Linked DNA regions of Mus musculus: regions 1 and 2 are each linked to region 3. The links are chromatin contacts, called in public HiChIP or PLAC-seq maps. All regions are on one chromosome and are shown on one strand. Each heading gives the region's core, a stretch centred on a gene start, on an enhancer-like site or on the middle of the called end of the contact. The rest is flanking DNA. Distances are from core to core; before and after follow the strand shown. Region 1 has its middle 15 kb from the start of Gpr65. Region 2 overlaps Galc (galactosylceramidase). Region 3 holds the start of Spata7 (spermatogenesis associated 7).

Region 1 (2,700 bases), core at 173-2,672, 340 kb before region 3:
GTGGAGTAAGGATAATGATTCAGTTTCAATTGCTCTCTCTCTCTCTCTCTCTCTCTCTCTCTCTCTGTGTGTGTGTGTGTGTGTGTGTGTGTGTGTATGTGTGTGTGTATGTGTGTGTGTGTTGGCATGATTCCAAAATCCTTTATGGATATTCACATTTAAGCTGAAAGTTTTTTATGAAAATATCTTTATTGCTTTTTTAAATGTCCCACTACTTGATTTAAAAATCATGATAGTGTCTTTTTCACAAGCTTTACAAATTACAGGAAAAAAATGATTTTCTCCTTCTGTATGGAAATTTCATTTCCAATAGACAGGGTTCTGTCCCGGTTGAAGCCTGGCAGGAAGGGGGGAATAAACAAGACTAAGGATGGCTGGGGCTCTCTCCTTACAGCTGAAGCTCAGGCTCCTCTGAGGGAGACTCAGCCTGTGTAGCCCTGTGGCCCACTGAGGCAGGCCTCTGCCATGAAGGTCTCCGGGCCGCTGAAAGCCTAGAGTGTTGTACATCAAGGTAGCTTTGAGGGAATGAGGACCCTAGCGAGCCTATGGCTTGGACCCCTCTTGAGCTGAAAGTTGTAAAGATCACAAGGAAAATAAGTTTGAAATAATTTTCCCTCTAGAAGACCTCGACGTCTTTACTGTCTGTCGGAGTAAAGTAGTAGAGGCGTGCCCGATGATTCAGTTCTCTAGCCTTGGGAGTAGTGGGCGTGCTCAGCATGGAATCCCAACCACCAGCCTGACTCAGGAAAACTGTTTTTCCTTTGCCTGCCTATGTATGTCTGTGCATTATACATGTGTGCCTGGTGCCTGAGTAAAATCAGATCCCCCGGAATTAGACTCACAGATGACTGTGAGCTGAGAAACGCACCCTCTGGAAGAGCAGCCAGTGCTCTTAAATCTGTGAACCATTCCTCTGACACCCCCTCCTGATTTTTAATAGTCCACAGACCCATGAAATTCATTGTAGCTTACATGGTGGCATCAGGCTCTGTTGGTAACACACACACACACACACACACACACACACACACACACACAATTGCATTATCTTTGTCAGCTATAGCTTCCAGACCACATGCTGACCTATGGGAAATTCCACTTCAGTCATTACTGAACTGTCCTTCCTCTTTGAGGTTTACACCAGAGTAAGCGAGATTTACAAAATGCTAAATAAAAACGAAGAGGGGGGCGTTTGGTTTGTTTCCTCCTGTACTATCACCGCGACAATGAACTTTAGTTTTTAGTGACCCTGTAAGTATCTCTGGTATTTCCTACCTCCCCGAATACCAGGGCAAGGGGCTCACTGGCAAAATTGGGTAGGAGCCAGGGCACAGACACATTCCTGTGAGTCGTGTAGCTCTGCTTACCAAAGAGACGCTTCTTTGGGGATGACTAAAGGCCGCAAGTATGGTTTTAGCTCAAGGGATGGAATATGCAGTTAGTTGCTAAATTAGTCAGCTTAGTCTCCTGGCTGCAATGAGTGGCTCAGTGGTAGGTATGTGACTTGAGCTGCTTACATGCCCAAAAGGCTCTTTCTCTGCCTCCTGGTGGTGATACAATGTGCCACAAAGATGCCTGAAATATTTGTGGTCAGTTTGTTACCAGGAAGTAGCAACAAGTAGAAGAGAAGAAAGCTTAAAGAACCTGAAACCTCTGGATATGGCAATCACTAGATGGTCCATCCTTTCGTCACACTTCCAGATTTTGTCTCTGTAACTCCTTCCATGGGTGTTTTGTTTCCTATTCTAAGAAGGGGCAAAGTGTCCACACTTTGGTCTTCGTTCTCTTGAGTTTAATGTTTTTAGCAAATTATATGTTATATCTTGGGTATCCTAAGTTTCTGGGCTAATATCCACTTATCAGTGAGTACATATTGTGAGAGTTCCTTTGTGATTGGGTTACCTCACATCCAGAGATCCATCCCATGATCAGCTTCCAAACGCTGACACCATTGTATACACTAGCAAGATTTTGCTGAAAGGACCCAGATATAGCTGTCTCTTGTGAGACTATGCCAGGGCCTAGCAAACACAGAAGTGGATGCTCACAGTCAGCTATTGAATGGACCACAGGGCCCCCAATGGAGGAACTAGAGAAAGCACCCAAGGAACTAAAGGGAACTGCAACCCTATAGGTGGAACAACAATATGAACTAAGCAGTACCCCGGAGCTCTTGTCTCTAGCTGCATATGTATCAAAAGATGGCCTAGTCGGCCATCACTGCAAAGAGAGGCCCATTGGACTTGCAAACTTTATATGCCCCAGTACAGGGGAATGCCAGGGCCAAAAAGGGGGAGTGGGTGGGTAGGGGAGTGGGGGGGGGTTATGGGGGACTTTTGGTATAGCATTGGAAATGTAAATGAGCTAAATACCTTAAAAAAAAAAAAGAACCTGAAACCTGACACTGACTCCTAAAGTGGTGAGTCTCGGCATAGGATAATTGTATGAACCAAACAGACCTCTTCATTTAACCCAATCTGAGTCAGATTTTCCCTAGTGGAAATTGGAACATGGAAGTGAGGCGATGTTATAGTGTCTCATTGTTGAATAAGCAGGGCAGGTGAGGTCCAAATGAGAGAGAAACAAGGACACCTCTAACTCATAAAGTTAGCAGCCCTCATTAAGACTCATTAACTGACGTCCTGGAAGAACCCTTACTAAACCTTTGCCTTTGATATCCTGGATATTACGGTTTGAATG
Region 2 (2,700 bases), core at 32-2,531, 380 kb before region 3:
CTCATCAGTGCATATACACGCTAGCTTGTTGGGGTCAGGTCGCTCTCTACAGCACTGACTGCACTCTGGAGACCAGGCTGGCCTCAAAACCTCAGAATCCCAGCTCTGCCTCCCAGGGACTAGAATTAAAGGTGTGTAGAACTATGCCTACCTAATGCTTTCTTTTTTTTTTTTTTTCTTTTGATGCTGAAGATAGAACTAGTAAGCATGAATTCCACTGTTAGCCAAACCCTACCCTACTCCAAAAAAGAAAAAAACATTCAACCCAACTCTTCAGATATAGGCCATTCAGGACCTATGAAGAATTACATACATATTCTTCAATATCAGGAGCATAGACATATTTTATGTCACATCTAGCAAATTCTAGCAAATTAACTATGCTGTCAAAAAATAAGATTTCTAATCTAACTGTTCTCCAAATTTCTTTGTATGAAAGCATAAGCAAAGAGAGATTTGTTTCACAGACCTTTATATAGTTGGCGTCAAACGGCCTTTCATTCCAAATCTGCAAAACAAAAATTCAAAATGTCTGAAATGAAAGTTTTCAAACGTAAGATGAACTGAATCATTAAAGCACTACATTTCATTTATCTGATGAGCTAGTTTCCAAACTTTAAAAACTGCTGTCATAGAATTTATACTTTTGTAAAGCAAAATAACTTTTAACACTTTCAAGTTTTTAAAAAGTATTTAGGGAATACTTTTCAAAAAGTCATGTATGGGGCTGGAGAGACAATCCAACATGAAGAGCACTCGGTGCTCTCTCGAGGGCCAGTCATTCCCTGCACACTGTAGTGGCCAACGTCATCTCTAACTTCAGTTCCAGGCGATCCAGGGCCCTCTTCTGGCCTCCGTGGACAGCAGGCATATATGTGGTGCACATACAGATACACAGCCAAATACTCATATATATAAAAACTATTTTTTCAAAGAAAGGCATTTATTCCAGAGATTAATATGCATTCATGCAATAAATATTAGAATTATAATGTGTACAAATCCTACACTGGACATTTGGAGAACAAACAGGTATGAGAACCACTTAAATAATTCTAATATATAGACACAGTAAAAAGCAAGTTCTTTACCAGGGAATGGTTAGAAGGAGTTTGTTTATGCAGAGGAACGGAATGATCTGCAAGAACACAAGAGCAGGCTCTTGGTGAGGAAGTGAGAAGGAAGCACACTTTGTTCTCTTCGATTCAGAATCCTGAGGGGGTGGTTTCTGTGGTGAAAGGGAACCTCGGGGCCTCCAGTCCTGTAGTCTACAGAGGAGCCTAAGTCTAGGTGTGATAAAGATCTTATCTAAAGAACGCCTCCCCACTGCATGTGACTAACCAGAGACTAAAATGAGACAGATTATCATCATTCACAGGAAATAGTTTGTGAACATGTACCATATCAGAAATCTAAGAGATCCATCTGCATTTAATCACATTAGTTAAATGGACCAACATTTAAAAATAAAAAGTTCCCAGATAAAAACAGTCAGTTATATTGTGGAAAAGTAGAGGAAAGCAAAACACCCATGGAAGGAGCTACAGAGACAAAGTTTGGAGCTGAGACGAAAGGATGAACCATCTAGAGACTGCCATACCCGGGGATCCATCCCATAATCAGCCACCAAATGCAGACACTATTGCATATGCCAGCAAGATTTTGCTGAAAGGACCCAGATATAGCTGTCTCTTGTGAGGCTATGCCGGGGCCTAGCAAACACAGAAGTGGATGCTCACAGTCAGCTATTGGATAGATCACAGGGCCCCCAATGGAGGAGCTAGAGAAAGTACCCATGGAGCTGAAGGGGTCTGCAATCCTATAGATGGAACAACAATATGAACTAACCAGTACCCTCAGAGCTCATGTCTCTAGTTGCATATGTAGCAAAAGATGGCCTAGTCTGCCATCATTGGAAAGAGAGGCCCATTGGTCTTGCAAACTTTATATGCCTCAGTACAGGGGAATGCCAGGGCCAAGAAGTGGGAGTGGGGGGGAGGAGGGGGGGACTTTTGGGATAGCATTGGAAATGTAAATGAAGAAAATACCTAATTAAAGAAAAGAAAAAAAAGGAGAGAAAAGCAGTAAGTCTTGACTGCCTGCCTGTGGCCATGGCTCATCCTCATGTCTTAATGTTCCTCTGAGAGGATTAGGGATCTGCAGCAGTGTCCATCTCTCACTGACAAGAGCTCACATCGCTGTTGTAACACAACAGCCACTGTCCTACCACACAGTAGATACTCAGGACAGGCTCGCTGATAATTTATATTTTGAGTGCATAAAAACTTCAAATCAATACTGAATGGCTGAGAAGCACCTGAAAAAATGTTCAACATCCTTAATCATCAGGGAAATGCAAATCAAAACAACCCTGAGATTCCACTTCACTCCAGTCAGAATGGCTAAGATCAAAAATTCATGTGACAGCAGATGCTGGCGAGGATGTGGAGAAAGAGGAACACTCCTCCATTGTTGGTGGGATTGCAAGCTTGTACAACCACTCTGGAAATCAGTCTGGCAGTTCCTCAGAAAATTGGACATAGTACTACCGGAGGATCCCGCAATACCTCTCCTGGGCATATATCCAGAAGATGTCCCAACCGGTAAGAAGGACACATGCTCCACTATGTTCATAGCAGCCTTATTTATAATAGCCAGAAGCTGGAAAGAACCCAGATGCCCCTCAACAGAGGAATGGAT
Region 3 (2,700 bases), core at 156-2,655:
CCACCCCCACCCCCACCCCATGGTGCCCATCTCTCACTGGGGAGGCTGGCATAGTTGCTCTGTCCACAAGGCTGGATGCCTCAGCTGTCCTGATCTGGTGAAAAAAAAACCTGAAAGAGAGAGCTGCTGAACCTTAGATCCTGATAGAAAACTAAAAAGAACTGATTCTGGTGTGGAAGGATTCAACCACAGCAGCAGAAGAAAGCAACTTGAGGAAAGGACAAGCCAGAAGAGGTGAATTTCAGCCATGACCGTTTACATCTGGACTGCTAGTAGATGATAACACCTTCAATCAGAGTGGGTCTTCAAAATCAAAATTTATCTATTTATTTATTTATTTATTTATTTATTTATTTATTTAATGCATATGAGTACACCATTGCTCTCTTCAGATATACCAGAAGAGGACATCAGATCCCATTACAGATGGTTGTGAGCCAACATCTCAGGACCTCTGGAAGAGCAGTCAGTACTCTTACCCGCTGAGCCATCTCCCCAGCCCCTTCCAAATCATTTAAGGAAATCCGGAAAGCCTCCCTATTCTGGAGGTTCTAACTTTCACTAGGGTGCCATAAAAACCAACCATAATATCTAGACGCTCAAAGTTCAGCAAATCTGGCTCGGAATCCAGTATGCTTTCTGTGACTACAGAGGTTCTCAAATGGGATGTAGTTTCCTCCTCAGGCAACCTTTGGCAATACCTAGTGACATTTTTGGTTGCAATTAGGTTGCAATTAATGGGTTGTGGTCTTCTAGTGGGCAGAGCCCAGGAATACTGCTATATGATACCACAACAAGGACTTATCCATCCAGCCTAAAAGTTCAAGAACGGGTTGCTGAAAAGCCTAGCGGGACAGAATGCTTTCTGCACTCCCTCTACCCCGTTCTGCTCTTATTTCCATGGATACACAATTAACTACTGCAAAAATAAACAACTCGCAGAAAGCAGCGGAATACATCCACACTTTTCTCACTGCCTTCTTCCATTCAAAATGAACCGATCTTTGTGGCTTTAAAGATAAAGGGAGAGCGAGTGCAGGAGCTGAGGAACTCAGTAGGCAGAAAGGAAATTCACACTAATTGCAATGCTTACAATACAAACTTGGGGTTTGGGGCGGGGGGGGGGGGAGTAGCTGCATTAGATAACTGCTGTGTCAAAAGCGCTTGCGCTGCAAGCTTGGGGACTTGAGTTCGAATCACAGGCATCCAAGTTAAAAGTGCTGGCAGAAGCAGATATGACTCTCTTTCCGGACAGTTCACTCTGGATAACTGCCAGGATCCCAGAACAACAGATTGGGACCCGTGGCCATCCTCCCGCCGGCTGCTGGCACTTTCGGTAAGCAGGAGTGCCTGGGGGCGTGGGCGGGGCGGGGCCTAGGAGCACAGGTCCCTGTGTTGTGACGTCATAATCTGCAGCCGCGGAGCTCGCCCTTAGCAACCGCCCTGGCGACTGTCGCTGTGACCCTTTGCGCCCCCGCGGTCCTGGTCTTTTCCTTTTCACCTCCGCTGCGGGGGAGCTCGGCTTCATCCCAGTAAGAACCAAGGGGATACAACCGCGGAGGCCGCAGGAGGACTAAGCATGGATGGCAGCCGGAGAGGTAAGGGACTGCGCGGGTCCAGGCTGCCCATGGCCTTTAAGGTTGCCTGCCACCTCCTTCAGTGTCGCAGGGTAATGGCTGGAACTAGAAACGCCCTGAGCTCAGGGAGGCCCCGCATGCCCGGCTCTTTGATTTACTGCCTGACATCCATCCCCTGATCCTGGGACCCTGCAGCCTGTATCACTTGGGTATCTTCTAGGCGGAATACTAGCCTGGTCTTTGAAATCTAACCTGAGCCCCAGATCAGGCCGGCTGCTTTCACAGAAACGGCGCTCAGTTTGCTCATCTTGAAGGTAGTGGGTAAATACCCATGCCACGGAGTTCTTGGGGGTTAAGTGCAGATAATATACAGCAAGCTCCTGGTGCATTTTAAGTACATGAAATCTTCCACTCCCTCCCTCCTTCTCTCCCTCCCTCCAGAACTGACTCACCCAGAGCTGGTTATAATTCAGTGGCTCCAAGGTAGGAGCTGGGATACTGCATTTGTAATAAACTTCCAATGTGGCTGGTCATTGGACTGAATGTTTAATAGCAAAAGACTACCTTTGAATCGACCTGCTAATGATTAATTAAGCCTTGCTTTCATCTTGCATGCACCTTTATTCTACAATAATTTCATCAAAATAAGTGTTCTGCTTAGCATACAAGGTTGGGGGGGGGGGAGGATATTCAGACACCATCCCAACCTAAGCTCTAGAGGAAAACACACCAAATGCTGTTATGGTCTTCAGAAATGGTTACAAAATAAACTTTAAACCTTTGCAGTGTTCCACCCGTAACCCAACACTTGTTTACACACAAATCCTGTTAAATGGGTATTATTCATATTTTGAAATGAATAAAACAAAAGATTATAAATAATTCCCCTAGTGTCATGGTTGGTCACAGAACAAGCCCCAGACTAAGAAGCTAAAACCCTCAAGTTCTTTTACTTACATTTGTTTAGTAATAGACTTAGTGAGGTTTTAGTGTTTATTTTTAAATGAGGTGACAAATGTAAATGGGTTTATACTTTTAGGTGGCTTCAGTTTTAGCCCATAACATATATCAATAACATCGTTCCTGGTATAAATGTTATATTCAATAAGTATCTGGGCTAGTT

What was found. HiChIP or PLAC-seq counts read pairs in DNA pulled down with a chosen protein or histone mark.
Region 1: a CTCF HiChIP or PLAC-seq map of the NIH/3T3 cell line shows a contact between it and region 3, with 11 read pairs. The contact joins the enhancer-like site here to the promoter of Spata7 in region 3. A contact is called at or near these places in 13 of 39 promoter capture datasets (the 3T3-L1 cell line, 3T3-L1-derived adipocytes, the HPC-7 cell line and 8 more), 4 of 15 datasets of contacts at CTCF or cohesin (CD8 T cells, the NIH/3T3 cell line, hippocampal excitatory neurons and 1 more), 52 of 484 Hi-C or Micro-C datasets (B cells, the CH12 cell line, the G1E-ER4 cell line and 29 more), 20 of 115 datasets of contacts at active chromatin or transcription factors (DN3 thymocytes, the NIH/3T3 cell line, VIP interneurons and 15 more) and 5 of 9 other capture datasets (adipose tissue, embryonic stem cells, liver and 2 more).
Region 2: an H3K4me3 HiChIP or PLAC-seq map of bone marrow-derived macrophages shows a contact between it and region 3, with 2.7 times the contacts expected there. The contact joins the enhancer-like site here to the promoter of Spata7 in region 3. A contact is called at or near these places in 9 of 39 promoter capture datasets (cranial neural crest, hippocampal neurons, liver and 5 more), 3 of 484 Hi-C or Micro-C datasets (all in embryonic stem cells), 29 of 115 datasets of contacts at active chromatin or transcription factors (CD8 T cells, SST interneurons, astrocytes and 19 more) and 4 of 9 other capture datasets (adipose tissue, liver, macrophages and 1 more).

Annotation. Positions count from the first base shown.
Region 1 is chr12:98,282,204-98,284,903 of GRCm38.p6, forward strand. No RefSeq gene overlaps it. Among named protein-coding and RNA genes, the nearest start is that of Gpr65, 15 kb to the left of the region's middle. Within about 2 kb of position 1,423, at least 137 of the 459 cell types and tissues checked have an H3K27ac peak or open chromatin away from gene starts, as enhancers often do. A contact at or near this core is called in CD8 T cells, the CH12 cell line, the HPC-7 cell line and 14 more, where this site is marked.
Region 2 is chr12:98,245,785-98,248,484 of GRCm38.p6, forward strand. It overlaps Galc (galactosylceramidase), which reads right to left. Exons shown (of 17, transcript NM_008079.4): 6 at 470-508. Among named protein-coding and RNA genes, the nearest start is that of Galc, 12 kb to the right of the region's middle. Within about 2 kb of position 1,282, at least 30 of the 459 cell types and tissues checked have an H3K27ac peak or open chromatin away from gene starts, as enhancers often do. A contact at or near this core is called in bone marrow-derived macrophages, effector CD8 T cells and macrophages, where this site is marked.
Region 3 is chr12:98,626,737-98,629,436 of GRCm38.p6, forward strand. Spata7 (spermatogenesis associated 7) reads left to right here and starts at 1,406. Exons shown (of 11, transcript NM_001289572.1): 1 at 1,406-1,598. The coding sequence starts at 1,580.